Regions from separate parts of the Zea mays genome. Here regions 1, 2 and 4 are each linked to region 3. Evidence: chromatin contacts called from public Hi-C and HiChIP or PLAC-seq data. All regions are on one chromosome and are shown on one strand. Each heading gives the region's core, a stretch centred on a gene start, on an enhancer-like site or on the middle of the called end of the contact. The rest is flanking DNA. Distances are from core to core; before and after follow the strand shown. Region 1 holds the start of LOC100282984. Region 2 holds the start of LOC100276046. Region 3 holds the start of LOC541954 (enhancer of zeste 1). Region 4 holds the start of LOC100191199 (putative serine/threonine protein phosphatase superfamily protein).

Evidence for each region. Hi-C and Micro-C count contacts between places; a contact is called where the count stands out from the background. HiChIP or PLAC-seq counts read pairs in DNA pulled down with a chosen protein or histone mark.
Region 1: a contact with region 3 is called in an H3K4me3 HiChIP or PLAC-seq map of leaf, with 3 times the contacts expected there. The contact joins the promoter of LOC100282984 here to the promoter of LOC541954 in region 3. A contact is called at or near these places in 4 of 25 Hi-C or Micro-C datasets (ear, leaf mesophyll, seedling and 1 more) and 1 of 3 datasets of contacts at active chromatin or transcription factors (leaf).
Region 2: a contact with region 3 is called in a Hi-C map of leaf, with 2.3 times the contacts expected there. The contact joins the promoter of LOC100276046 here to the promoter of LOC541954 in region 3. A contact is called at or near these places in 4 of 25 Hi-C or Micro-C datasets (bundle sheath, ear and leaf).
Region 4: a Hi-C map of tassel shows a contact between it and region 3, with 4 times the contacts expected there. The contact joins the promoter of LOC100191199 here to the promoter of LOC541954 in region 3. A contact is called at or near these places in 8 of 25 Hi-C or Micro-C datasets (ear, endosperm, leaf and 4 more) and 1 of 3 datasets of contacts at active chromatin or transcription factors (leaf).

What each region holds. Positions count from the first base shown.
Region 1 is chr6:88,363,371-88,370,439 of Zm-B73-REFERENCE-NAM-5.0, reverse strand. LOC100282984 reads right to left here and starts at 5,739. Exons shown (of 4, transcript NM_001155888.1): 1 at 5,669-5,739; 2 at 5,002-5,518; 3 at 3,879-4,064; 4 at 2,779-3,338. The coding sequence starts at 5,487. The coding sequence ends at 3,051.
Region 2 is chr6:88,154,647-88,162,032 of Zm-B73-REFERENCE-NAM-5.0, reverse strand. It overlaps LOC100276046, which reads right to left and starts at 4,195. Exons shown (of 13, transcript NM_001149931.2): 1 at 3,955-4,195; 2 at 3,652-3,722; 3 at 3,487-3,573; 4 at 2,914-3,042; 5 at 2,738-2,824; 6 at 2,537-2,590; 7 at 2,336-2,426; 8 at 2,154-2,224; 9 at 1,994-2,063; 10 at 973-1,025; 11 at 797-890. The coding sequence starts at 4,045. It overlaps LOC103629525, which reads right to left. Exons shown (of 4, transcript XM_008650625.3): 2 at 5,799-7,386; 3 at 5,367-5,486; 4 at 4,845-5,273. The coding sequence ends at 5,406.
Region 3 is chr6:89,027,019-89,034,554 of Zm-B73-REFERENCE-NAM-5.0, reverse strand. It overlaps LOC541954 (enhancer of zeste 1), which reads left to right and starts at 5,315. Exons shown (of 16, transcript NM_001111608.2): 1 at 5,315-5,454; 2 at 6,753-6,869; 3 at 6,959-7,290. The coding sequence starts at 5,362.
Region 4 is chr6:88,379,031-88,385,813 of Zm-B73-REFERENCE-NAM-5.0, reverse strand. It overlaps LOC100191199 (putative serine/threonine protein phosphatase superfamily protein), which reads left to right and starts at 3,706. Exons shown (of 3, transcript NM_001136634.1): 1 at 3,706-4,060; 2 at 5,486-6,045. The coding sequence starts at 3,883.

The DNA.
Region 1 (7,069 bases), core at 4,490-6,989, 660 kb after region 3:
GGTTCTACTCATGTTCACTAATGGCCTTGATAAAAAGGTACCATCTTGTTTCAAATTAACTAGAGCATTTGTGTTTTGCAGGATTAAGAACAGTCTAATTGACATAGATGCCACATAACAGTCTTCGTCTATTGCAGGGTTGCATGTGTGATGATTAAATCTATAGTGGTTTTTTGCTCCTATCCTCTAAGGCAATGGTCCTTCCATTAGTTTTTTATGTTTCATAGCTATGAGTATTAATTATCTCTTAGTTTTAAAATTTCTTTCAAAGATAAGCCTCACAACCCACACATTACCCTTTCCTCTACGATATTTTGTTACAAAACTAGCACTACTCTTACAGCCTGACTCAACAGTTTATGAGAAAGAAAGCATTTGCGAATAAAAATTTTGATTAGAGCAAGGTACCTCATAATTATGACACTGATACTTTCTTTAAGGTATTGAATATTTTTCTAATTTCCCATTGATGCTTTGGTCAGAAATTTTGATTAGAGCAAGGTACCTCATAATTATGACACTGATACTTTCTTTAAGGTATTGAATATTTTTCTAATTTCCCATTGATGCTTTGGTCAGCATGTTATGGTTCAGGTGGATAATATTGCAATTGTACATCGAACTTGGCTATTTGGGATACATGCCATTTTTTATTGAGTTGGTGAGGAAACTTACAGTAGCAGTTATTCAACTTTTTGGCTGGACCTAATATAAAAAAACTAGGTTCACTCAAGGTTTAGGTGTTTTGGACCTCAACATTACACCCATCCAGTACTACATTAGATGACTCCGTCTAGGAGGATGGAGGACAGACCAGAGGCAAAAATAACAATAAAGGTATGGACCAGCTGTAGAGCTATCGCGGTGGAACTAATGATGTATATGTTTCTCATTTGCTTTATAGACTGACAAGTTAACACACATGCTATAGTACTTTCCCAAACTATTCATTACTCTACTATATGACCCAGCCAATGACGTTATTTGCATTTGTGTATCGTCTTTTGTTAGTTATTAGGGCCTATGCTTGTATAGTTTTCAGCCATATGTTAAATGTCCCAGTGCACCCAATAAACATACAACTGATATCTTGCTATGTACAAACATGGATCTTATTTCCGAATATGATGTCATACAAGTATGTAAAAATAAATTTACGAAGGTTGGTCATTTTTTAGCCAATACTAGAAAACAAGGGTTGTATCATGCTTAAGATGGAGTAGCAGCAATATCTTGTTAAAAATACCAATAAATTTAGTAGAGGGGGAAATTGCAACCTTCGTCTGCACTAACACTAAATTTTGTGTTGTTCGATAGGCGGACAAATCATGTCCTTAATGTCCCTCAAAGATTGCAAATTGTAAAGAGGTGTGTAGACTCTATTGCAACTAGATTATGCAGTGACACTGATTTATTTGGCTAGCCAATAGACCATTATGGAGGCCCCATGCATAGTCCGAGGGAATTTTTTGTGGATGATATTAGCACGAGAGCAAGGCCCAGAAATAGGTCAGATTGGTAGTACGACGATGTCTCATGTTTAAGCCTTCTGTTATTAAAAAGCTCATCTCAGCTATGAAATATCGAGGATCAGTCAGGGGATTATTGTTGGGTCCCTTAACCATTATGCAAAAAGGCGTTTGCCTGATTTGAATCAGCGTAAAAGCATCAATGATGCCGTCAAGAGTCTTTTGCTCCATTAATTCCTCAGATCTGAGTTGTCTTGTACCATAATAGAATGTCTTTGAACTACTTTGTAATACTTAAGGGCGCCACATGATCTAGTATATCCAAAATCTACTATATTTGCACATCGCAGATATATAGCTCCAAATTCAGATCCACTCTACTCACATCACATGTATCTCCAAAACCCACCGAAAAATACGCTATCCACCAAAACTGTGGTCAAACAATTTTTCGAACACTAACACTATCCACCAAAATGGTGGTCCTACAATTTTTCAAATATTATCCACCAAACACAGATTTAAACACTATCCACCAAAACGGTGGTGCTGGCAGGGAAAAGAAAATCCAAACACTATTCAGTGAACATGGTGTTTTTTTAGAGTTGAATTCCACGTCCAAGGTTCTAAAATAAGTGTCGTTCTCGTTGTTCATTGAGTAAAATATTTTTAACTTTAACAAAATAATAAATAAGAATAGCCATGATTAAACCACTTTTAACTTTGTTAATATAAATTAAAATATTAATTTATAATACATAATTATTATTATCTATTTTTTTGTAATAAATCTATTTAGAGATAAACAGATGGCAGTGGCTGAGCGCACCATTTCGTCCCTGTTTGTTTCGGCTTTTTACAGCTTCTGGCCACCAAAAGCTGCTGCGGACTGCCAAACGCTCAGCTTTTCAGCTAGCTTCTATAAAATTCGTTTGGGTAAAACCCATTCAAAATCAATATAAACATAAAATCGGTTGAGTCGTTGCAATAGTAGGAATCCGTCACTTTCTAGATCCTGAGTCATATGGACAACTTTATTTTCCTCCGCACGTAATTCTAATGATACTTAAATTTTCTACACAGGCAGATTCTCTCCACAGCTAGATTTTCAGAAAAGCTGATGAGAAAAAAACAAGCTTTGGCCGCCGCGGCGCGCGCTGCAGCCTGGTGGGCGCAAGCCGGGAAGTAGCACTAGCAGTAGGCCTGCGGTGACCACGCCGCAGGTCGCAACCGACAGTTCCTGGTTCATGGCGCTGCTTGCTTGATGTTCTCTCTCAAAAATAAAAAATAAACAATGGCACCCAGGTGTGAATCTGCAGATAGGACCAGTTTACAGCCATCCGTCCCGTCTCTAGGATTGCGCCCTGAAAAAAAGAAAGATACACACAGGCAAGAGCAAGAACAAGAGGACACCCGCCGTACAGCGCGATTTATCGGCAGAACCAAAAGGCTCAAACAGACCATATGTGTGTGCAGCTTATTGTTCTTCACCACCAATACGATAACTAAATACAGGCACGGCATCCTACGCGCGTTGCTAATGCGCCGTCGGATCGCAGCCTACGAAAACGCATTTGAAGTTCAGGCCCTGTACACGGCGCAGGCCTTCTTGGAGAACCTGACGGGCTTGGTCTTCTTGGCGTCCACGACGACGGGGCACGTCACGTGCACCTTGTGCGTCACCCGCACGAGCTTGCCGATCACGTAGCCCCGCGAGGTCAGGTCCAAGTCCAGCGTCAGGGGCACCGCCCCGCCCGTGCTTGTCGACAGCATCAGGCTGCCCCCGGCGCCGTACAGCGGCACCTTCTCGCCGTGGATGACCGCCGTCACCATCCGGTGGCTCTTCCTCGGCTGGTAATACCTCCGAACCTGAGAGTGATCGCAGTCACAGTAGCCACGTCAGATTCAATGACTATTACCAGCAATTCTGGCTTTTGACTCAACTGATGCAAACAGATGTCCAGAAATGAAAGGAAGGATTCATGCAACAACATTTGCTGGACTATTAGCACTGTCTATTGCTGAAGCAGCCCTAGTATACATACTGTCTTTATTCTTTTGTCCCCACAAACAAAACTTTTCAACTCGATCATGCATTTTGTACGATTAACTTGACAAGGAATTACGCATCCGTTAGTCAGATCTTTGACGACCTTTGAGGCTTTGATGCGATGGATGGGACAAATATGGATGGAATTATGGATAGAAAGGTGAAGCACATGAGAAATGTTTCGCTAGTGGAGTTTCTCTTAAATGAATGGCGAAGTTAATAGAGAGGTAAAAAGGAAGAGATTCGGCTCCTCGCGCAGTTTACTCTCTCGACACGAGGCAGAGCAGTATCATCAGTCAATGCGAGGACAGCACTTAAAAGCGGCTATTAAATAGGCCAAGGACGGAGGATGGATATACCTGACCGACTGCTATTGGGATCTCTGAATACATCAGGTGGATGGGGCCAGAAGTGACATGAATTCCAAACATTGTGGCAGGGTTGTAGACAGCTATGTGCAGAGAGCAGTTTGTTGTGACCAATTTTGTTGGAACGCCGCTGTGGTCCGTGCCTTCACCCGCGTAGAAGTCGTCCATCACCAAGCTCTGCACAAAACACAAGCGAGAGAAGTTCGTGGTTCAGGCCAGAAATCTGTGGCTGTGGCAAACACCACGCTCAGATCTACGGAAACGAAGTTTTGCCATGCCAAATAGTGCGAATCATAAACGCGTGTTGATCATCGAAGCGATTTTGTTTTCTTGCAAAATGCAGCCCCAAAAGTCAGCATGCTAAATGCAGTGCCACTGCCAGCCAGCAACATCCCATCAGAGATCTCATTATTAATCTGCAATGAGACTTGGTATATTTGACTTTTATTCAGTCTTCAGTGAGGTCCATTGTTTAAGACCTGGGGAACTGGAGATATAAAACAGATATTCGTTTATGATTCCATCAGATCTCATTATTAATTAGTTTATGATTCTGCAGATATAAAACAGACATTGGTTTCATTTTCAGAGGAACTGGAAAATGTTGGCACAAAGAAACCAGTCTGTTATTATACAGTAAAAAGAGCATCAACTGAACTTATACAATTCGAAGTCATGAACCAATCTATACTCCAACTAGAGCTTAACAAGCTACCGCAAAATTAGCCCCCCCGGGTTCACCACTTACTCGCAACCGCAATATCTGAGCAACAAAACCAAAATCACACCCACACCCAGCTTGCAATTGTAAAATCCCAATCTGCATTGCTGTCTTGTTCCTCATTAGTGTCCAACATATCACTGTCCAACTGAGCCACCAATCAATTGGATGGTGATGTAACCCATCTCGCCTACCGCTGGAACCGTGGGACATCAGACATGAGTCAAATTTAGTAACTAGCGGTCAATTACTCGGTTTAGGGATTAGATAGGAAACAACCAAACAGAGAGGAAGAGGAACGACTATTATCCCATAAACTGAAGAAGAAGAAGAAGTGAACTGAGGTTGCTCAGACTCCAATTTAGGGGTGGACGTGGAACTAATTGTGTATACCTTGACGATGACCTCGGGCTCGTACGGCCGGGCGGCGCCCCAGATGATGAGGCAGAAGACGGTGAAGAGGAGGACGAAGGTGAGGAAGCCGAGTATGATCTGGCAGCGGCGGGAGAGGCCGCTATCGCCGGCGAGGTCCTCGTACGGGCCCTCCTCCTCGATGACGTTGCACTCGGGCCACCCCTTGTCGTTGAGCACCTTGCGGTCCCCGGCGGCGCCCTTGCGGAGGTTGCCGGAGAAGCGGCTGACGGAGGAGGAGCGGGAGTGGCGGCCGTAGGAGGGGTGCGACGGCGACTCGTTGGGGCTGTTGTAGACCGGCGTGGGCTGCATCGACGAGGACTTGTAGCCGCCGTCGTGCGACTCCCGCGACGGGCTCTGCACGTAGTAGCCGCCGTTGCCGGCGGCGCCGCCGCCCCGCTTCGGCGACCGAGGCGGCGACGACGCCGCCAGGCTCGTCACGTCCGACTCCGACTTGGCGTGCATCATGTCCGTCCGCTTCCCTCCCACGGTTCCTTCCCTAGCCAAACCAAAACCAAAACCAACAGCAGCACACACGATCAGAGGCAGAACAGCGCCGGCACACGCGGTTTTGGCAGGGGTTGTCCGATCCGATCCAAACACACACGGCTCAGTCGGAAATGGAATGCCTCCGTCGTTCTACACGCACCTGCGCGAAGCGGGCGCGTGTACGAGCGAGCGAGCGAGCAGCGTGAGTGCTAAGTGGTGGACGTGGACTTGGGGCGCAGGGGCAGGGGAGGTGGAGCAGAGGCACAGGCACAGAACTCGCGCTCCTGGGCCTGGATGGCTGGCTGGACAGTGGACACCGCACTGGCAGGCGGCCGCACTAAAAGAGGTGGAGGCGGAGAGCGAGCAGTGACGCACGGAAAGGCCAGGGAACTTCCCTTGGGATCCGCTGCGGCGGGAGACACCGTGGCCAGTAGGGAGCGAAGGCCGCGTGGTGGTGGGACACGGAGCGGGATGGAGCACGGGCACGGCAGCGGGGTGCCGGGTACGTGGGCGACTGGACACTGGAGTGTCGGCAGCGAGTGGGGACGGTGGAGAGGAATGTGTGTGTGGCGCAGGCCACAGGCACAGGGGACCCATGTCTCTCGTCTTGGAGTTTGAGATCGCATTTTTGAAAAGATTTTTGTACGAAAATTTGTTGAATCCCGGGCATGTTTGTCGAATGAGTGCTGCTGGCACGTTGGATTGGATGACTTCTTTCGCTCACTTGCTGTCAAACGGTTTGTGTCGTACGCTCGTCCGGCAGGGTACTAACTACTAATGCCGAGCACGGTTGTCCTGAGCTTTGCAACTCTGTAGGAGGCCTGGTACATCACCCAAAGCACCAAAGTGTCGATTGCCATTCGTTTACACGTAGTAGCTAGTTCATTAACGTCTCATCTTCAATTTTAAACTTTACTTTTATGAAGATTATAAAAAAACATCCCGAGCTCTCTGGAAGACGCGCATCAAAAGTCCAGAGAGAACTGTCATTAACAAGACCTTACAGATCTCTTAATACATCCTTCATTTAGTTGCCCTTATATGTATGAGGGCTAAGTAGCCGTCTTTACGGTCTTGGCGTTTCTGTCAAGTAACGAACGAACATTTCTACACGGATGATTGGCCTGGCCCAGTCAATCAGGCATGGATCCGGACTGGACGGATGGGATTCCTTCTGGTAAAGCTAGCCCATCGGCGTGTGTCGGTCGTGTCAGCTTGTGACTTTGTCGATGGATGCCGTTTTCTTTCTTTCTTTCTTTTCTTTTCGAGCTTTGTCGAGCGTCTTTAATATTAAATCCTCCCTTATGTGATTGCGACTGCCCGCCTCCACAGTCCACACCATTTAAAACGTACTGGATCTTTGCAGAAAGGAGAACAGCACCGACAAAAAAACGCTATATATATTAGAGAAAGTTTACAATAAAACGTTTGTTTGGTTGGTTAGTTGAGAGGAAAACTAACACAAACGTTTCTTTCTTTTCTGTGTTGCGTATTATTCGTTCATCACACCGTCGAAATCCTCTGCAGCCTGTACAAGAGGGGAAAACTAACACAAACCCAA
Region 2 (7,386 bases), core at 2,946-5,445, 870 kb after region 3:
AACATGTGCTGATACATGGAAGAAAGGTGAGCTCTGTCTTATTACTTATGGAAGTAGTATTAGCCAAACAAGAACATTCCACAATAAATATTGTTGACACCTACTCCTTTATTACAATAAATACATATCTTATTAAATATATGCTTAATAGTCCATCATAATTCTTGAGAATGCTAATAGGCCTTTATGATAAAATTATAATAGCACGTGTCTATATACGAATGAACTAACATATTTGAGATGATCATCTAAGTCGTCAATGCCTCTCTCCCAGTTTTGTGGGATTCTAAGACACCGTTGTCATTTCTCTTGATAGCGCACCAACCTAGCAGTGCACGTGTGGATACTGTGAAGATATTATTACTATTGTCGAGGTGTTGATCAACAACAAACTTGAAGAGCACACGTGAATATGTTGATGTTGCTAGTACACGATAACGTATGACTACTTTCACTACACCATGCTCTTCTTTCGATGTGTTACACATCTAGTGATAACGATGCATGATAATCTATTTACATATTATCTTAGTTGAATATGATAGATATATTAGTGCATCGCACACACGTTTTCCTATACATCTCACTTTTGAGAAGTCAAGTTCTTTTTAATTTCAACCTGTTACATACAAAAAATACTGATATTTATATCTCCAAATAAATATGTTATAAAAGAATATTTTATAGTCAATCTAATGATATGTATTACATATAAAAATATTATATGATCAAACTTTTAAAAAATGGATCCTTGGTAAGTAAAGAACATGCACTTATTTTGTAAAGGAGGGAGTACCATTTAGAAGTAGCAACGGCCGTGGTGCAAGCAAAGGAAGTGAATAGGGGGCATCAAATTGCGAGTCCAGGCCTGGTGCTATCTTTTCCCAAACCTGGTAAAATATGTAAAACAATGGTAAATATGTTCATAAATGGCTTATTAGAAATAATAAGTTAAATAAATTAGACACTCACCCTTTCAACAACTTCTGTATCTAATTCGCTCTTTCCTAAGTCAATTCTTGCTTCTATAAATAAGAGCAAATAACAGAAGAAAATATTCACATGCAAAGGTTTTGAAATTAATATATCAAATACCAGTTATAATGTTAGATTTTTTAACCGTAAATAACAGCAGGGGAAGACTCCACTATAAAACTTTAACCAAAGAAACAACTGTACAGACCAAAGAAACAACCGTAAATAACGCTGCAAGATACAAAGAGGCAGGGATGGGCATTTAGTTTTTTTTAAAACATCCGTTCGGTTTTACGAAACTTCAGGTTTACAGGCATTAGAAACCGATCGGTTTACTAGAAAATAGGTTTTTTTGGTAAAAGCCGAACACCAAACTTGGTTAAAAGATAACGTTTACAACAAGTTTACGTGATAGATTACACTCATTTTAAAAAGTAAAAATTATATAGGTACATGAATTTATAGATACATCATAAATGACATACAAATAAGTGAATAACAATTTCATTACATCACGCATTTAGTTCACATAATCAAATAGTCTAATTTTATAATTGATAAAGTTTGGTATTACAGTTCGGTATACGGTAAAAACCGATTACGATACCGAACTTCGTAGATACAAAAACCGAAACCGAACTAAGTGCACTTTTAGAGTTTTAGTGACAAGATCACTATTAATGAAAAAATACGTACCATTTGCTACAAACACATAATCACTATAATAACACTTGGGAAAGAGAGTAGAAAAAAGCAACTAGAAGTAGATGGCTTGTTATGGAAAGGAGGGAGCAATGCATTATCTTTTAGGACAGATTTTAAAATCTACAAGTGCACTCATCATGGAACGGAGGGAGCAATACATAATCCTTTTTTTTCTCCTTCCTTTCATAAAGCTATGCCGTTTTACTTACACTAATCAGTAGGTGGCTTGCACCTCCTGTTCCCTTAAGAGAGAGAGAGAGAGAGAGAGAGAGAGAGAGAGAGAGAGAGAGAGAGATCATAGAACGAACCCCACCTTCAAATAAAGGCCTTATGCTATTCACCCTAGCCAGCCACATGTTGTTGTCAATGGCCCACCTGAATCCCTAGCCATAGAAAGGATCTAGCTTTACCCAGAGCAAAGCATGAAACAATACCTACAAATCTGTACGCAATGATTGTATATATATCTGTACCTGAACACCGATGATAGGAACGACGACACTGTACCGTGTGTCCACAAAAGCAGCAAACCACGCGTGCATCCCTGTATATATATATACATGCTGCTAACCGTGTTAGTATTTAATAATGGAGTCGGTAATCTTATTCAATCAATATAGGAGAACGATAAATCTGGCATCATCATCTGCAGCACCTCCCAGCGATTCGCCGGTGATCCCAACCCTACAGGGATCCACGTCCTCCCTCTCGCCGAGGTAGTCTCCAAGCTTTACCAAGTCCCACACCTGCAGAAAAGTCGACGTCCAAACAAAATTTGGCTGAGATTCCTCGTCGCGCGCGTCGTAAAAATCTATCTATGTAATAAAATTTAAATCGTATTTCAAAAATACAGCACCGTGTCAAAAACGAAAGGCATTGTATCCCCATTCCGCCAAGCCGATTTCAGTGCCTGTGTTTAAAAGTAAAAAAGAAAGAAAGAAAGAAAGAAAAAAGAGTAGAGCAGGGTGAAGCCACACGAAATAAAATAAATGGATGTCACCGTCCGTCAAACTTTAAGTGGGCACTGGGCACAATATGATCATAAGCAGATTATTACATCTATGTAAGTGGTTTCATTGCTGGCCCTTTCGCCGTGATAGCGCGAGTCAATAGCCACACAGACGTAGCCCTTGGAAGCATATGCCTGCAAAAGCAAACTAGTCAACGAAGAGCTATACGAACAGTATAGTCTACGGTGGTGCAGTTGGGACAGAGCGAGATTGGTTTACCCACCTCAAGCAGTGGGCGCAGCCACTCTTTGCACTTGTAAGAGCTGTGCAGGAACACGATAGCTGGTTTTCTTCTAGGGACGGGGTCGTCAAGCTTCAGCAGAAGTACAGGTACTCGTCCTTGTTCACCTAGCTGCGTTGAAAGGGAAAAAAAGTACGTAGTGGTTAGAAAAAGAGAGGGAAAATAAAAAACCAGCAGTGAGGCGTTGACTCTGTAGTTAATTAATTATTCTGTAGTTTAGTGTGGGAATACATGTGAGTCTGGATCTAAGAACCTAAAAAAAAGATGCCGACTATCAAGGTGCACCCAAGTATTCAGCAGAGGGATGCAATGCAGTCTGCATGTATGTGGAGTAAGATCGAGTGCACTATTATATTGTTGCTCTTCGATCTCGTGAGGCTGCTTAGAGACGCGATTGGCTCCTGTAGGCCACGATCCATCGCAAGCAAAGCAAGCAAAACTCAAGTTTAATTTGATATACTTCAGTTGGAAAGAGACTAGGACAATACCGTCAAAAGAGACAGAGAGATAGACTAGGACTGCTGGACTTGTCCTGATCATCTGGCCGCCGCTTACCTCAGTGATAAGGTAGAAATTTTCTTCAACCAGCTTCTCCCTCAAGTTCTCCACCTCTTTACTGGGGCACGACTCCATCGGATTTGCCTAAGATTACCACAGCTAATCAACGCCGACGTGTCTGGTCTCTTACAAAAGACCTTCGTTCAAATCAAGGGTCCTGACCTCCATGGTCGACGGAGGATTCTGGTACATCGGGTCCTTCACCGGACTCCCTTGCTCCACCGTGAGAGGCACTGGCGAATGGCGATGACAGGAAAAAAAAAACCAACCCAATTGAAGGGCACAAGCTTCAGATGTGGCGTATCGTTCTAAGGATTCAGGTTGTAACTTGAACTGTGATTATTTGCAGCATCTCGAAAGGTCCTAGCCAGACCAGCGATTTTAACCCAACTGCTTCAAGCACTACCAGAGCAGAGCATTTCAGCACGCGCGCGAGTTGGGAGAGAGAATGAGAGAGAACCTGACCTAGGAGATCGCGGCGGCGGCTGAGCAGGACCTGCAGGAACTCCGATCTGAGCCCGGCGCCGGCGTCGGCGTCGGTGGCGCTGGCGGCCATTTGTCTCACCGGGAAGGCAGAAACGCAGCGCCGAGGCTGCTGTGGCGGTGTCACGGCTGCTGGGGATGCGGACTGGGCAGTCTGGGCTTTGTAGTTGGAGCGGGACAAGTAACCGCCGCCCTACTTCCTCCCCGAGGCGGAGCAATGTGATGTGCTGTGCTGGCAGGATGGACTGCGACGTCGCCCCCAGATCACAGCATCGACTCTGGCTTCTTCCGCGGACATCGTCGTATCGTACATCGTCGTCACGGACGTGGCTTTGGCTGCTAGTGTTGTGTCAGCTCTGTTGACGCCCAGGACATCTACGATTCTAAAAAAACGGGCATCTTAATTATACTAGTACGTTCATATTTTCTACAGACGCGCCTAATGCACGGTCGGCCATCGCCATTGCCAGCCATTCTGCCCACATTTCTTCTCCTATTTATTCATTTTATTATATTTTATTATATCTCTCTAAACTCTCTCTCTACGTACAGACATCTCCAATCTTACATTTCTCTATCTAGCTCCTACTATACAATATAACTCAGTTATTTAATATTTTTATTAATTTGCATGGTTTTAAAAAGGGTTTTTTAATTTGGTGCCCTTAGTTTTGGTGGTGTGCTCATCTATACCCTTAGTCGTGTTTTTTGCTCAGCTATGCCCTTCTGTTCTATAGCACTGGAAGGGCACAGCTGAGCAAAAAACACGACTAAAGGTATAGATGAGCACACCACCAAAACTAAGGGCATAGAGTATTTGTACTACCATAATAAATATTGTTATCATATTATAGAGCTTAAGCTTATTAATATCGCAAAGAAATAATATCATTAATGTATAGGAGTTGAATCGTGCTCCCCGTACATTTATGGTGAGAGTTTCCTTTCCCCCGTATATGGAAGAACTGTTAGAAGGACCGTTGGAGCTGTTGCTCATCCCATAGTACACAGTATATGGTGTATTGGTGTGGGTGGGGGAGTGGGCACGCTTGGAGCTAGTGTTAGACTGATTACAACGCTTGGAGCTACTGTTAGCTGTTGCTCATCCCATAGTACTATACTGTATGAGTATGAACATGGCGTATTTACAAGGTAGATATTGAACTCTTTTTTACAAACACGCGCGTAGACATTTACTGCAGTTACATTATCTGTAGAAAATTCATGACTTCAGAGAGCTTATTTGCCACTAGTACCCATGCGACGTTGAGAATGCAGTGCCAATTAGAGAAGGGAATATGCTGCAAACATATTATGAGAACTTAAAGAATTAGTTACCAGCTAGCATTGGGAGGGTACAACGTGAGACATAAGCATAGATGTGTAATACGTACCAGTTTATTAGCAAGGCGATAGAGAATGTTTATAATCCTTCAGTCAGTAGCAGGGATGCGGCCTGCATTAGCGAACAAAATTGCTGCTCTTATTGCTTGTGCTTGAGACCTAATCTTCCTCTATGCAAAAGAGAAAATTACAAATTAATTTGTCATATATAAGGAATGCAAAGAAATACGAAAGAAGGCAGCTAGCTAATAATGATGTATGGCTGTTTTCAAAGTCTGAGCTAGTATATTTACTTCTTTCGGATACAAATAATCTACTATCAACGTGGGCTTGCCAGGATTCATGTCCAGGGATTTCTGGAATTCATCTTTTACGGCCTCCACCTCCTCGGGCATGATAGTGTACATTGTTTTAACAGAGACATGCTCAAGTGACATGAGGTGCTCCAAACCAAAGTTACAATCACCGTACTTATGCATTACCTCTTTCACCCCGAACAATAAATGGAGTTCTTTGAGGTTTTGCATACTCCCTGGTGCGAACACCACCGCCATGGATTCATAATCGATTTGCATCTCAGTTAGGCACCGGAATGGATAACACTTGTCAATGACCAACCTTTCATCTCTGGTTTCCTTCACATGTACACTGAGACAACGTAGAGATGGTATGCTCCCAAGGACATGGATATCTTGTACTCCCAGAGCTAATAATGTGATCTTTATGCTAGACAGGGAGCAGAGTGATGACATCCATCTTGGTACTCTAGTCATGATGACAGTTCTTGCAAGTGACTTCATATCAATGGAGCAAAGTTGTTGAGGACCAGGGTACAATTTGTCACATTCGGAACATAGGCTGCTCATCATGGTACCTTTTATTTTCATGGATTTGAGGCTGACAAGGTTAGATAGACATTGGATGAAAGGTTCCTCATAGCTCTCATCCCAATCACGAAAGTTGATGCCCAAGGTCCTGAGATTGGTCAGACACCCCAGATCATGCAGCATGCTTGGTGACTCGATAGTTATGGTCCCTTTAACTTCTTGTAGAGAGGTTAGTTTTCCAAATCCGTCTAGCTGTTTTATGCTCCACCCAGACCTAGAACAAAGCCGCAACAGCTGTCGCAAGTGAATAATGGTTGTCATCTTTACTTTGTGCCCAAGATTAGTTATGTCAAGTACTTGCAAAAATTGCAGATTCCGAATCTCCCTTGGGATCTCAGTAATAAATTTCGCATTGAGACTCAAATATCTCAGCTGAAACATATTGCAAATATCTTTAAAGTGGTGATTGTTCACTCCATTACATTTCTTTAAATTCAATACACGTAAGACCAGAAAGGCCGAAAGTTTTGGCGTCAACTGGAAAACTTCAGTGGACACAGTAAGTGACCTTACGTGGGAGAAGCTCATTGTAGCTAGCTGCTTGGCTTCCTCTTCCTGGCTAATTTGGAGGGATAACCGGCGGACCTTTTTAGGCAGATCAAGAGATACGGGTTGTTGCCCACCTACTTTTGTTAGAAAATGCTCCTCATTTGACAAGAAACTGATAAGATCAAGGACCATATCATGTATCCGACAAGATACGGTCTTACCATCATGGCCAATCCCGACAGGTTCTAACATACTTGTGTTAACTAACTCTTCAATATAATCCTTACCTACTTCATATAGGCTCTTCCCTTGTTCTTCATGGACAAAACCTTCACCAATCCATTTCCATATCAGACCTCTTGTTCTAATCCTGTAGTCCTCTGGATACAAACTTAGGTATAACAAGCAAGTCTTTAGATGTGAAGGTAGGTCATAGTAACTAACTGATAGTATCCTTCTCATATTCTTCACATTAGTACTGCCATCTAGACCATAACCCATGGATTGGTACACATGTGACCAATAGCTATGTGTGTTTATTTCCTTTCCAGTTTTATTGGCTAGCATACTTGCCATGGTAATGATAGCTAATGGTACACCACCACATTTCTGTAAGATTTTACCAGCCACTTCAGCTAAATTAGCTGGAGGACATTTGTCTTCACTGCCAAAAATTATTTGGCAGAATAACTTT
Region 3 (7,536 bases), core at 4,066-6,565:
CGGGCTAGCCGATATTTGTGAAATATATTCAGGTGAGGACTATAGTACTCCTCTCGATAGCTTTGTAATTAATAAGAAACAGAGAGATTAAGAAAGGTACTTTAAGATAAGAAACCATGTCTACGCGAGAACCTATACATGATGAAGATAAATCATGTTGTTGAAAAAATGCTATATAAAAACTATCCATAAAAGTACAATTTTAAATGTAGTGTTTACATAAATTAATAAATATAGAAACTATATATAGTTTCTATACTTAGGGCAACCATAGTGTATATATGGACGAAGCAGTCCATATACCTCGGACACATGAGTACATGACTAGTCTATAGGTGTTATTATTTTCACATAAATTATATGGTTTGAGAAGTCTATAAGTTGGATCACATTGACATATAAAACCTAATCCACATTTTTTTATTTTTAAGCTATCACGAGTACTTTTTCTTATCTTTTATTTCAAACTCCACAAATAGTGCTATTTACAGTATAAAATAATGTTTTGTATAGATATATGCATGATCTGTTAGCCATAGATGGTTCATAAGTTTTTGATTATTTTTTACTATAGACTATTGTATAAACTGGTTTCACAGTGTGTTTAGCTAGTGGTTTGAATTACTTTAGTCTCTATGAACTGATTTTGAAAAATATTTTGGTTGCTCTTGGATTGCCCTTAGTATTTACTGATGTCTGTGGTGTCATTTATACTTTTTTTGCATGCTTTTGAACTCATTTTAATTTTCTCTGGTTTGATGCATAAGGATGTGATTTTTTTTCTTCATGTTACCGTGATTCAAGCTACACGAAGCCTATTATTATATGTTCTCTCGGTTCTAAAATAAATAAATATCATTCTTGCTTCTCGATAAGCTAATTATTTTAATTTTAACTAAATATATATTGGAAAATACTAATATTTATAGTATATAATTAGTATTATGTATAATTTAAAATATAGTTTATAATAAACTTATTTATAGGCACAAATATTGTTAATATTGTATATAAATCAAATTAAATTTATTAATATTGAACCAATATCGATATAATAATGATATTTATTTTGGGATAGTGGGAGTACTTGTATTGTTTCCAAATCTCAGTCAAGATAGAAGAGGTCGCTGCACTACAGTAGCGCGCCAGAGCTAGGGATAAAAAAATAAGCTCGTGGCTCGTGAGACGGTTCGAGCTCGGAGCGACTCATGAGACTCGAATGAGTCGAGCCGAATCTGATTTTGGATCTTGTTGGCGCAATGTGTCGAGTCGAGCCGGCTCATTCTTGCTCCTGAGCCGTTGACGAGTTGCACCAAATTAGTCAACTTACACAATAATGATGGATATTGGATAATTTTATAAATGTTTGGCTTATTTCTTAGCCTTTAATGATGAATATATACCAATTTATAATTTGGATTACTCGTAATGTTATCTGATGATTCTATATTTTACTATATACTATTAATTCATTATATAATACAATATTATTTACAAGGGTACAACTCGCGAGCCGAGCCGAACCTCTTTCTACAGCTCGTTGAGTGAGTGAGCCGAGCTTGGTCATCTAGTGAGCTGCACCAAGCTCAGCTCGACTCATTTCCAACACTACTTAGAGCGAGTTTAATAATATAGCCGGTTGCGGCCACAATCGGCTGTAAAGATCCTGGTAGCCTACCTTCTAGCCCATTTATCTAATAGTAACTCTTCACTGTTAATGTATAGTCCACTTGTTTCTCTCATAAAATATTTTGGTTCTTACATCTGAGTTGACGGTTAAGTTTACATCTCGCTTCCTCTCTCTCCTCTTCTCCTTCATTCATCTTAGGATCTAGCTAGGTAATAGCCTCTTATTACACTTTTTGACGTGACATCGGTCTATACATGGATGAACATAGGAGAACGTGCAAAGTCACGTCGATGCTAGAGTAGTAGGAGTAAAGGTAAGCTATTCTCAATGGATGGTTTCATCACATTGTTTTTAAGGGTGTTATGTCAACATTTATCTAGAAAACAATGTATGCATTGTTTTATCCTATAAAATTCTCTCATATCTCTCGTAAACCTACTCTCTCATGTCTCTACTCATTAAATTCTCTGTCATATAATCCTGATTGTTTATGTGGTATGCCATCACTAAGAATGACCTAAGTTTGACTAGTTTGATTAGCATGAATTGTATGGTCGCAGCCTTCTCCGTTTTTTTTATTAAATCCCGAACTCTGTTGCATGTTGTGGTTAAGTTTTTTATTGTTCTGTTCACCACGCTTGATAGTTTTATTAACATAAATGTGGTATCCACGAAGAAACAATTGTGAATGAAATTAAATATTCCTTTTCAAATACTTCTAATTTTTTCTTTCTGACGCGATGCGATACACCATCATTATTCGATTGTATTTTGTTTAGGGTTTATATGCCAAGGATAATAAAACGTTGGTGTGGTGGATCATTATGTATATATTTTATGTACAAATGTTGCTCATTCTTATACAACTTATCGGATCCGTTATTTTCACTTCTTAGGATGTACGTCCGCGAAGCTCTTCTCTGTTTCAAATCTTATTCACCAAACAATGCTATCTATAGTGGAAATCTCCTATTTTGCTTGGTCTGTTACGACAGTCTTATCGTGTCTCTATATTAGTCCACTACAAACATGTATACCATATAGATATTATGTTGCGGTTTTTTTGAGTACTAGATATACTTAAGAAACTCGTTCATATAACCCAATATATTTAAGGCCTATTTGATAACAATGTTTTTTAACTATAATACTATACTTTTGCAATTGCCATGACAATAATGTAGCTTTGGTTAGCTCAAATCATTATTTGGATACAACATTGTAAACTATGGTATTTAGACAAAAGCTAGCCATGCCATGAAATTGTTGGGTTGGGAGGAGCTTCCAGTACTCCAAAAATATCATGTTGTCTAAAATACCATGATTTTGAAAACATAGTTTTTATGAAAGAAATCAAGCACCTCGTAACATAAAATACTCTAGTATTCCTTCAAACTATAGTATTGCCTAGAAACTGCAAAATATTTTATTCCTAAACAAGCCCTAAACATTGTATATTATATTCACTAGAACCACTCAAGACACGGTTCAATTATGTGGGTTATATGTGTGGAACTGTATCTTAGACTTAGAGAACCATATAGAGACATTGCTTTACTAAGATATATCTCTTGTGTTTTTTTGCACTTACCTCCTTAGATATCACTTAAGGTACAAGTCATTTATGTTGATTTTGTATATACCCTAATGCAATACAGTTCTATCAATTAAATCTAAAGTTAATGTTTTTATAAAACAGCAAGAACACAGCCCAGATCATTTAAAAAGTGGAAGCATGCATGTTTTACCTTTTACGTCACTTGAATAAAACTAGGTTACACAAGCTCATAAAGGGATTCATCTTAATGTACAGCCAGTTAACCACACACTCTCCTTATTAGGTCCCTTTCCTCCCCGCTTAACCTAACCTAAACTGATGTTAGCTCTCGCCCATAAAAAATTCTCCACTTACTGACTTATCACTATATGTAGCATGCATATACATGAACACCATTGAACAAATTGAACTTAGGGAATATATATATATATATATATATATATATATATATATATATATATATATATATATATATATATATATATATATATATATATATATATATATATAGCACAATAATAATAAACGTTTCTTCTCAGTTTACATCATCCGGTATGCCATTACATATAATGCACATTTAGGCCCCTTCGTAATGCAAGATTTTAAAATACACGAATATACAAAACGTAGAAATAGATGTTTAGATAATCTACGGGAGAAACATACAAAACTAAAACATAAGGGTTTGGTGAATGTTTTATTCCTATGGTTTTCCCCATGAGATCAAGCGAGAAAAGCTGTCTACATTTTCTTACATGCAATCCATGTGAAACAAAGGGTGCTACGGTTGACTCAATGCATAGGAATCTTGATCCTACATTCTTCCTTTATTTTTTCTGTGCCCAAAGGGGGCTAAAACTTGATAATAAACATAACAATTGTATTGCATTGTGTCGAGGTCTCGAATGCATAGTCAACTAAATATACAAACACGACGATATTTAATTTTAATTGACATAGTGTATGTCATTTAAAGTTTTGAATCTGAATTTTTGTTAATACCAAACTAAATTGTTCTAGTTGATCCTTGTTTACATATTGTTTTGTTAGAACTGTAAAACTATAGCTGAGTGCTAATGCGCTTCAACATGCCGTGGTTGATGGTTTATTAACTGGATAGACATCTATGATCATAGATGGCTTGGTTTTGACTTTTGATGGGACCGCTTTAAGGAATTATGGGCCTGTTTGAGACAACTTTTTTGGAAGAACTTTTCTGAGAATATGAATTCTTGGATAATATAGCTGTCACGAGAATCTAGATATCACGAGGCTTCTATGCAGAGCAAGATAAAGGGGCATGCACAATTTAGGGTTTAAGAAGCCATAGATTCCTTGCGTCGCAACGACTCGATAAATTCTACATTTACGCGTTGAATCAAGCGATTTTCACACATAAAAATGATTCTCACATAAACGGACTGAGAAAAGACGACTAGAATTCAACCAGAAGCCAAAACAAACAAGGACCATGTTATGTTATGCTACGTTTTTTTTTGAAAATGCTCTCGGATTATCGTTTGACAGCTTCAAGGACAAATGCACAGAGACCGGGATTGTTTTATCTCGAGGTTATAATAAAATTTCCTTGTATTCGATATTTTATGCTGACGGAGGAACAAGCAACATAGGCCATACGGTAACTATTTGGGAACAGAAAAGACGAGCACACTGGTTTTTCCTACCATAAATAAAAACCATAATAACGCTCACACGTACCGATAACCCGCCGCGGCGCACCGTTTGTTATCTGACGCAGCCACGCCACGCGCGTTCCCTTTTAACACCACGTTCCCACGAAGAACCTACTTGAACCCACTGACATCCGGTCCCACTCTATGGCGGTCCAACAGATCAGTGACCATAGATAAGCCAAAGTCTAGTGTGACCCCTCACCACGGCTGCTGGCGCCACGAGATGACCACAGGTAACCGGTAGGCAGCCAGCCCGCTGCCAGCCTCACCCCACACTCCCACAGGCCACAAGGTCACGAGCCGCTCATTTCAAAACAAAAACGCCTCTCTCACCCTCCTCCGCAGCCCCGCTTCACCTCTCTCCCTCCCCCTCTTCTCCCCCCACCCCTCCCTCCCCCACCAAATCCTCGTTCATTTTTTTCCAAGCGACTTCGCGTGTGAGGGCGGGAGAGCGCGCGGGGCTAGGGTTTCCACGGGTGATGGAAGCAGAGGCTGCCGCGGCGGTAGTGGCGTCGTCCGCATCTGCCTCGGCTTCCGCGGGCCGGTCTCGCCCATCTAGCAGCGCCGCCCAGGTTCGCCTCTCCCCTCCCGCGGTGCTGAGGTTCCGCGTGCGCGGTCGGCGTGTGGTTCTTGTCTTAGGTCGAGGGGGCAATGTCGATCGGATTTGGTGGTCGATGTGGCGGCGATCGGTCGGTTCGGAGTAATTTGAGCAGAGATCTGGTGGCGTCTGTGGGGGTGTCGAGTTGCAGGCGCCGGATTTCGATGCGGAGCTTTGGCTAGCTGCTTTGTTTGTGCTGCTGCGCGTGCGCGCTCCTTTACTGAGGTGTCTGTTTTTGTGGCGGCGGTAGGTGGGGTTGCCGCGGTGTTTTTTTTCCAGGGGGCGACCTGGTTTCGTTTCTGGTTGTTTTCAGAGACGGGACAGTGGACTGGTCAACAGTAGACTGCATTCCATAAAAAAGTTGATGGAATCGGAATAACTACTGTACTTTCAGCCTGGAGCTGGACTCCGAATCTTTTCTGTGAGGTTGTATTGTATCATCTTTTCCAGTGACTTCTATATTGAATTCAGGGAATGTAGCTTCACAGGCTACATCCCTGCTTCGGATTGATTTGCTTTTGAACTCCGAAGAGCTGGACTATATTTTATGGACTTATTCCATTTTCCCGTGGAAGGGATTTCTAGGGGTGCAACCATTGTATACCGTGCGGAGATACTTAACCAGCACAATAAGGAACACTGTAAAAGGAATTGTTTTCATGTTCTTAAACGTTATTTTCTCTACTGTAATATCTTACTCATATCAGAATGCAGAACTAAGTAAGTATTTTTTTTTTGCATATGATTTCATGTAAACAGTGTGCTCATGTAAGATGATGTGAATGTGGATAACCGCTGGCATTATACAAGAATGAAGTTAGTCATGTTTAACTGTTATATGTAAACCTTTGATCTTGAATCGAAACATTCTTGGACTCAAGGAGTAGTATATTTTAAATGCCATTGCCTAAGTTTTGCTCATCTGTTGAATGAATCAAATCAATATGATATATAACTCAGGGATTTCATGTGTATGTGTTCCCTTAAAATGTTTGTTTTTATGCAGTCCATTTGTTTTTTTCCTAGCCTTATCTGCGTCTTGCATGCAAAACAGTCAAGAATAACGTTAGAATTGAGTATCCATTTTTCTCTTGTGAGCTATTTTTATTAATAATATTGGAGCTGTGCAGTGTGCACACAGAGAACCAATCGTTGGGTTCTGATAGTGATATTGATTTTGACCCAGAGCTGTTTGCCATTCAATCATATCAGCTGGCATGTGGATTTGTACTATGCCTGCTGTGATAAATTTACTGCGTATGCTTTTCTTAGGTCACCAGTAATTCGGCTGTGCGAGCTGGAGAAGAAAATGCTGCCTCCCTCTATGTTTTATCTGTTATTGACTCGTTAAAAAAGAGGATTACCGCAGATCGTTTGACTTACATTAAGGTGCCTTGAAGTTACATATTTTGTTCTTATTCAAAATATATGTACCCCATATTTGTGTTGCTAATTTTCTTCTTTTAATCCCTTGTCAGAATAGGATAGGGGAGAACAAGACTAATATCAGCAGCTATACACAGAGGACTTACAATTTATCAAAAAATAGGCAAATTAGTACATCAAAGGGTACTGATTCAGCATCAAATTTGCTCACAAAAAGGCAAGATGATGCGCTATGCACCCTGCATAGTCTTGATATTATTCCGGTTGACAAAGATGGTGGTACTTTTCAAGACGAAAGTCCTTTCTCTTCATCTAATGTTATGTTTGGTGGAAATCTTGGTCCCAAGAATGCTATTATTAGACCAATTAAACTACCAGAAGTGCCAAAGCTTCCACCTTATACAACATGGATATTTTTGGACAGGTCAGTTTATAATTATAGGCTTTTCTTGACATTCCAAACCCTGCATATGCTATCTAGGTACTGACAATAGAATGTATCATATACATGTTATAACACATTTAGCATGTGCAAGGTTTTGTGTTCAATCTTTATTTGGATTTTTCTAGTGACCCTTTAGTACTGTTTTTTTTTGTAATTGTCAAACCTGTCCCTTTGTTAATTGTATTTTATCACAAGAAATTTGGTGGAAGCATATTTTTACACTAA
Region 4 (6,783 bases), core at 2,457-4,956, 650 kb after region 3:
TTCTCTTCGCAAACTCACACACTTTCCTTTTTGTTTAAACAAGCGCGTATGGTGGTGCGTGTCTGATGACTGACGATGTACGAGGGAACTTCTTCCGACAGATGTGAGACGTGCTATCCAATGATGAGAACATGCAAATTGTGGCATATATCGAAGTCTGTATGATACTGATGGTTGTAATATAGTGGTGAAATGACTATATTAAAATAACAAAATTTATGTATGACCAGAATTATAAATGGATTATGAAAAAATTTCTCGTAAAAGTATAACATACATTTTATATATAAATTATCGTGGTACTATATGTTTCTACTGAATAGGAAATGAAATGACCAAGCTATGCGTGTCACTGCAGGCGGACCTACAAGCTCTTTGGAGGAGTAGAGACTTGTAACACCATAAAAGCCATCAACTAAAAATAATGAATTTAGTTATTATGATAATATGGTAATAATTTTTTAAGTGTTTAATTATTTATTTGCACTTTGAATCATTTTTCTTTGTATGCGCATGATTGATGATCGGATGTTTTGTAGCAATTCTTTAAAAAAAGGAAAAAACCCTAACCCTAGACGGCCCACTAGGGGCCCATCTATTTCCTAGCACCGCGCCGCGCCCTGACTGGCTCTTCTCCAGCCACCGCCGCACCGTACTGCTGCTCTCTCCCTCTCCCCATATTCTCTCTCCTCTGCCTCTCTCTCTCTGTCCAAGCGCGCACCAGGAGCCCTCTCCGCGCGCGCGTGCTATGCACTCGGCCACCAGCCGAGCCGTGGCCCCGCGACCCCGCGCGCCAAGCCAACGAGCCCGATGTCCGCAACATCGACGTGCTAAGGAATCCGCCGCGTGCCCCCAACCCGAGCAGCCCAAGCCGTGACGCCGCGCCAGGGATCGAGCTCCTGCCCAGTCGCGGCCAGGAGGAAGGACCGCGCGCCCCTGTCCCGACCGCGCTAAGCCTGACGCCGCGTGCCCCGCGCCCAAGCAAGTCAACAGTCGCGACTCCAAACGCCATGTCCGAGCATGTCCCATGGCCGTTTCTTTTCCCTCTCCCATTTTCTCTCCATTAATGCCATGGAGAAGAAACTGACGCCATTAATTCGTTTAATGGGGTTAAACGCCGACCGTTCTCCTCTCCCTGGCCGACCCTCCATCTCCCTCTTGCTCCCTATAAATCCGACGCCGAGCTCTCACTTCTCCCCTACCCGAGCTCACCCCTCTCTCTAGCTCTCCTCGCTCGCCATCGCTAGTGCACTGCTCGTCACCGGAGTTCGCCGTTCATCGCCGGAGCCACGCACCCGCCATCCAAAGACCGAACCCCTGCTCCTCTCCATCCGGTCGAAACCCGTCGAGCCGTCACACGCACGAACCCAAGGTTGAAGACGACCCAAATTAATTTGTGTATTTTATAAAATACTTTTGATTCGATTAATGAATTGTATATTTAGTTTGTTGTAATATGAACATGTGTGATCCACAATTCATGTGTATGTGCGGTATGGAATTTTTGGTAGAGATATGCGATTATTAGTGTACCGTGATAATTCATGTTAATCGATGCGTTGATTTTTGGATTAGAGAAATATGACGAGAATTTAGTAGTCACACGTTGGTGATAAAAACACTAGATAGGAAATGTTGTAGTTAAATTTGGCCACAAGGAACTTTAGAAACTATTTGGAGAATTATAGTCATAGGTTCATTTTAATGAATTTAGAAAATGGTATAGAACTCATGTCATATAAACATTATAGGATTTTAGATGATTTATCACTAGGTTATTTTATTAATATTGTCTTTTTATAAAGAAAGGAGAAAGTACCACCGCTAGTATGGAAAGTAGATTTCTACTAGCCAAATAAATATGTTCACAAATATAGCACTTAAATTTTTTTAGAGTTAGTAAAATACTAGTTTATGTCAAAATAACCCCGCTTGTGTTATAAAAAGTTCAATTAGTAATTTATAGGGATTTTTTAGAATATTAAATTTATTTTTGGCTATACTCAATAATTCTAGCTACAAATAAAAAGATAAAATCTATTAGTCTAAATATTAGTATTAAAGACAATAAGTACTATTTATTTTCATTAAGGATGTTAATACATATAAATACTAGTTAAAACTGTATTTATAGCACCCACTCATAAATTCACCATTTATGACTCACAATAATAGCTATAATTGAATTAATAAGTATTTACGCGTTTAGGATGTATTTAAGGTGTGATAAGTGCGATGTGTTAATGTGTATGTAATGGTGTATGTTTATGTAATGGTGCATGTTTATTTATTGGTGTATGTTTTCTCTTTGTATGGCAACATACGACGTTATTAGAAGCTGATTTTGTGGTAGAGGATTCGAATACGTTCGAGGACGACCCGCAAGACGCTTTTGAGCAAGGCAAGTGGATTCTCCCTCTGCATATTCTTGTTGTACCCACTCATTGCATATAATAAAGTTTACTTTTTGATATACTGCATAATTTGATGGGTTTTACCTAATTAAGGATTTCCTAGATTTACCAACTGTATTCCTTGTTTACCCTGAGAAATTATTAAGCTTTGCAAATTTGTGCTACCGCTCAACTTAATGATTTTAATGTCACTCATTAATTGGTATAATGTTCCAAAATTGAAATTGGCAATTATGACATTAACCCGATGGTTAACGCAACATTATTTCAAATTAATTGGAACATGGAGCGGCCACCCAGGATAACAGTGCAACCACGAGTGCTATCATGGCTCTGGCTTTGGTAATTAGCTTTATATGCTTAGTACCTAGCAACCTTACCTGAAATATGGGCAAGAGGGGGTGCGGTAGGTGTTGGCAGCCCACGTTAACATGAGGATGTATTCTTGGCTAAGGTACCTCACTCAGGGGGCCACCACCATCGTCTTTAGAAACCTTAGTGGGTTGCTTCGTATTAAGTGTATTTTGTGAAAGCCTCATAATGGATCCCTAGCCATTCACCTCGGCAGTGTTTAAGGGTCCGATCAACCCGGGCTAGATGGGATGCATGGCTTGTGGGTAAAGTTGTACCACCTCTGCAGAGTGTAAAACTGATATATCAGCCGTGCTCCCGGTTATGAGCGACCTGGACTCCTCACATGATAATTGAACTTGAAGATGGAATTAAATTGAAATCCGATGATCTGCCAATGATTTGCTTAAGTGATTTCACTTAAGTGTTTTTGTTATATTCATATTCCTTTGATTAAATGAGATACTTGTGATTCACACTTATTAGTAAGACAAATGTTGTTAATAAAATATTGACCAGCTAAAATGCTTACTGCTCAACCTTGGCCTCATCTTGTTATACCTGCATTAATTTTTTCCCCACTTGCTGAGCTCTGACCATAATTGAGCTCACCCTTGCTAATATTTTGATCAAAGGGTGATGCTGGAGACTTTGATGGAGATTTTGACGACAATGAATTCTAAGTCTAACGATACGCCGGTCATCTTCCTGTGGGAGATTGTCCCTGTTATTTAAATTTCGCTTTACTTTGATGTGATACTTGTTAAAGATACAATGTTTCAGATAATGTAATAAAGTATTCTAATCTCTTTACACCTTTATTACATTGTCTTTTGATATATTACACTTGTGACGTCAATATATGTGTAAAATGGATCATGACACATATGTATGCCCTCGTTATACCCCTAGAACCGGCTGTGACAAGACTTCCAGGCTTCCAGCCATCCCTTCTACGCTCTCCCCGTTCCCGTGTCGTCCTCCCGACAAAGAGGGAGCCGCTAGGGTTTAGCGGCTTCCGCGTCTGGGCGAGGGCTTACCCGCGAGGGACGGCGCGACGCGGCGGCACTTGAGCTAGGGTTTAACCCTCCGATCCCGTTCCTTTCCCGGCGAGGCGATGGACGAGGCGGCGATTGACGACTTGATCCGGCGGCTCCTCGAGGCCCGCGGCGGGCGCACCCCGCGCAACGCGCAGGTGACTGACGCCGAGATCCGGCGCCTCTGCGCCACCGCCAAGGACGTTTTCCTCTCCCAGCCCAACCTCCTGGAGCTCGAGGCCCCCATTAAGATATGCGGTAAGAGCTCCCTCCCGACAACCCTGGTATGCGACTAAGCGTGCTAGCCTGTTAGGTCTGCTAGCCTGTTAGGCTGATATTTACCATATTTTCTCTCTATCCTTAGTGTAGTCTGTTAAAAATCATTGGGAGAACTGCAAGAACACATCTCTAGTCATTTTGGAATTTGAAATTTGGAGTCTGCCATACAATTTATTTATTTATAGCATTTACATCCAGAAGAGCCTGCTCCTCGCTGTGGCATTCTGGTCTCTGTCTACAAAGTTCATTATAACAAAAGCAAGTTGGACATATGTTATATATTGTCATATTTTCATATGACATTATATCATGCTAAACTGCTCAAGGTTGCAGATTAGAGAGAAAAGTGAGCTTGAGTGGCAGGAAAAAGTATTCTTTGAAACTTTAATCACTAACTTGCAGGCTAGTATGTTGGTGGTTATCTCATGAGCATTTTGTGGTTGCCCAATAAAAGTAAAGTGGCGAAGAAAATACATATCAGGGAGACTGATTCGAAGGAAAAAAATTTGTGGTAGTGTGAATAACTTAATTTGTTGTGTTCACATAGTTTGTCTATTTTTATTGGTCACATAGAGGAACTATCCCTTGACACAGATAACCATGACATATTGTGTAGATCTATACTTTCTGCAGCGTAGCATCCTTTCATAACACAATTGCTAAAAATGGCTTACCTTGCCAAGTCAACAAGTATTCATAATGTTTGGTTCAAGATGAAATTGTGTGAGTGCTATGCTATTTACCCTCTGTACTAGACATAAATGTGTCGAAACTCAATGGGAGGGTCATCACCCCTAGTCAGTAATCATGTTGCATGTTTAATATTTGCCAACCATGTGGAACTATTTTGTCTTGTGAAACTTGTGCTAAGTTCTGTTAACACCATACTGCAAATATTATATTTGGTTTCTTTGTTGGGGCAGCTGAGGCTTGCTGTCCAAAGGACATTCTTTCTAATTTCATTTTGCTATTTGAATTTTCTTTCATCTAGTTTATGGTGGTATTGGTACTGTCATATACTCTCTCCATCTTGAAGTATAAGTTATAAAAATGCATTCCATAATTTTTCTCATATGGCTTATATGATGTCAGAAATATTACTGTTCCTTTTTATAAATTTGGTCAGACTTGAGACGGGTTGACTTAAGATAAATGAAAATACAATATATTTCAGGACGGATGGAGTAAATAATAGCTACCTTTACACTGGTAGCAGTTATAGAAGTACAAAGATTATTTAGTGTGCTAAGTCGACTAGCAGATATTGCATTGCCATATAGTTAGCCGCATTGCAGTAACCCTTGATGTTAGTGCATGCTCTGTAAACTTGTCAACTAACAATTTGCGATGTACATTGATGCATATTGTGGATAACGATAACCATTTAACTTCTTTGCTATGCAGGGGATGTCCATGGCCAGTATTCAGACCTCCTTCGATTATTTGAGTATGGTGGCTATCCACCAGATGCAAATTATCTGTTCCTGGGTGACTATGTTGATCGGGGGAAACAGAGCATAGAAACAATATGCCTTCTCTTGGCGTACAAGATAAAGTACCCAGAAAACTTCTTTCTTCTCAGGGGAAACCATGAATGTGCCTCGATCAACCGGATATATGGGTTTTTTGATGAGTGTAAGAGGAGATTCAATGTGCGTATCTGGAAGATATTCACTGAGTGTTTTAACTGCCTCCCAGTGGCTGCACTTATTGACGATAAGATCTTTTGCATGCATGGGGGGTTGTCTCCTGAGCTAAAGAACATGGATCAAATACGTAACATTTCTCGTCCTGTGGATGTTCCTGACGTTGGTCTTCTATGTGATCTGTTATGGTCGGACCCTGATAAAGAGATTGTTGGGTGGGGTGAGAATGACAGGGGTGTTTCCTACACCTTTGGAGCTGACATAGTTGCTGAGTTTCTTCAGAAACATGATCTAGATTTGATCTGCAGGGCTCACCAGGTATTCATTATCTTATACACATTTCTTGTAAGTAAGAACAGTTTTTCATGGTTGTGATAATTTCTAGTTGATATTATTGCAACAAGTAATGACTATCATGCTGAAAATAAATGACCACCAACCTGTCACTCAAAATAAAAAAGTAATTGAAATCTTTATCTAAGATAAGATGGTATGATCGTGTAATTTGGTATCTTCTGAAGGTGGACATTGCTTCTGGTTTATATCGGACTGTATTTGCTTAAAAGAAAGTATCAAAGTAAATTAGTATACTCACGGTATCAACATGTTTGCACTGTTATCTACCATTTTTATTAACAGTGCTTAACCCTCCTGTTTAGTAAACAAATGACAAATCTGTGTATGTGTCTTTTTGCAGGGCGAACTTATCATTTGTCTGATAACATATAAGCTAAAGTTCTGGATATTTGCTTTTTTTTTTACTTTGTTTGAGGCCATCGACCTTGCTGTCAATTTTTTGCTGGTATTTTACTTGTATCAGCTTGAATGCTTAAGGTCAACCTAAAATTCTTCAGATTATTATCCCATTAGCCCTTCTTCAGAAATATTAAGATTAAATTACCTTTTTCTGATACATTTAGGGCTAGTTTGGGAGCCACAAAACCGGAGGGGCTAGAATCCCATTCTTATTCAAATTTGAATGACTGAAACATCTAGAGTGCTATATCTGTTGAGCTGTGAATTACAATTTTGGTTGTGCACTGCTTTCATTACCAT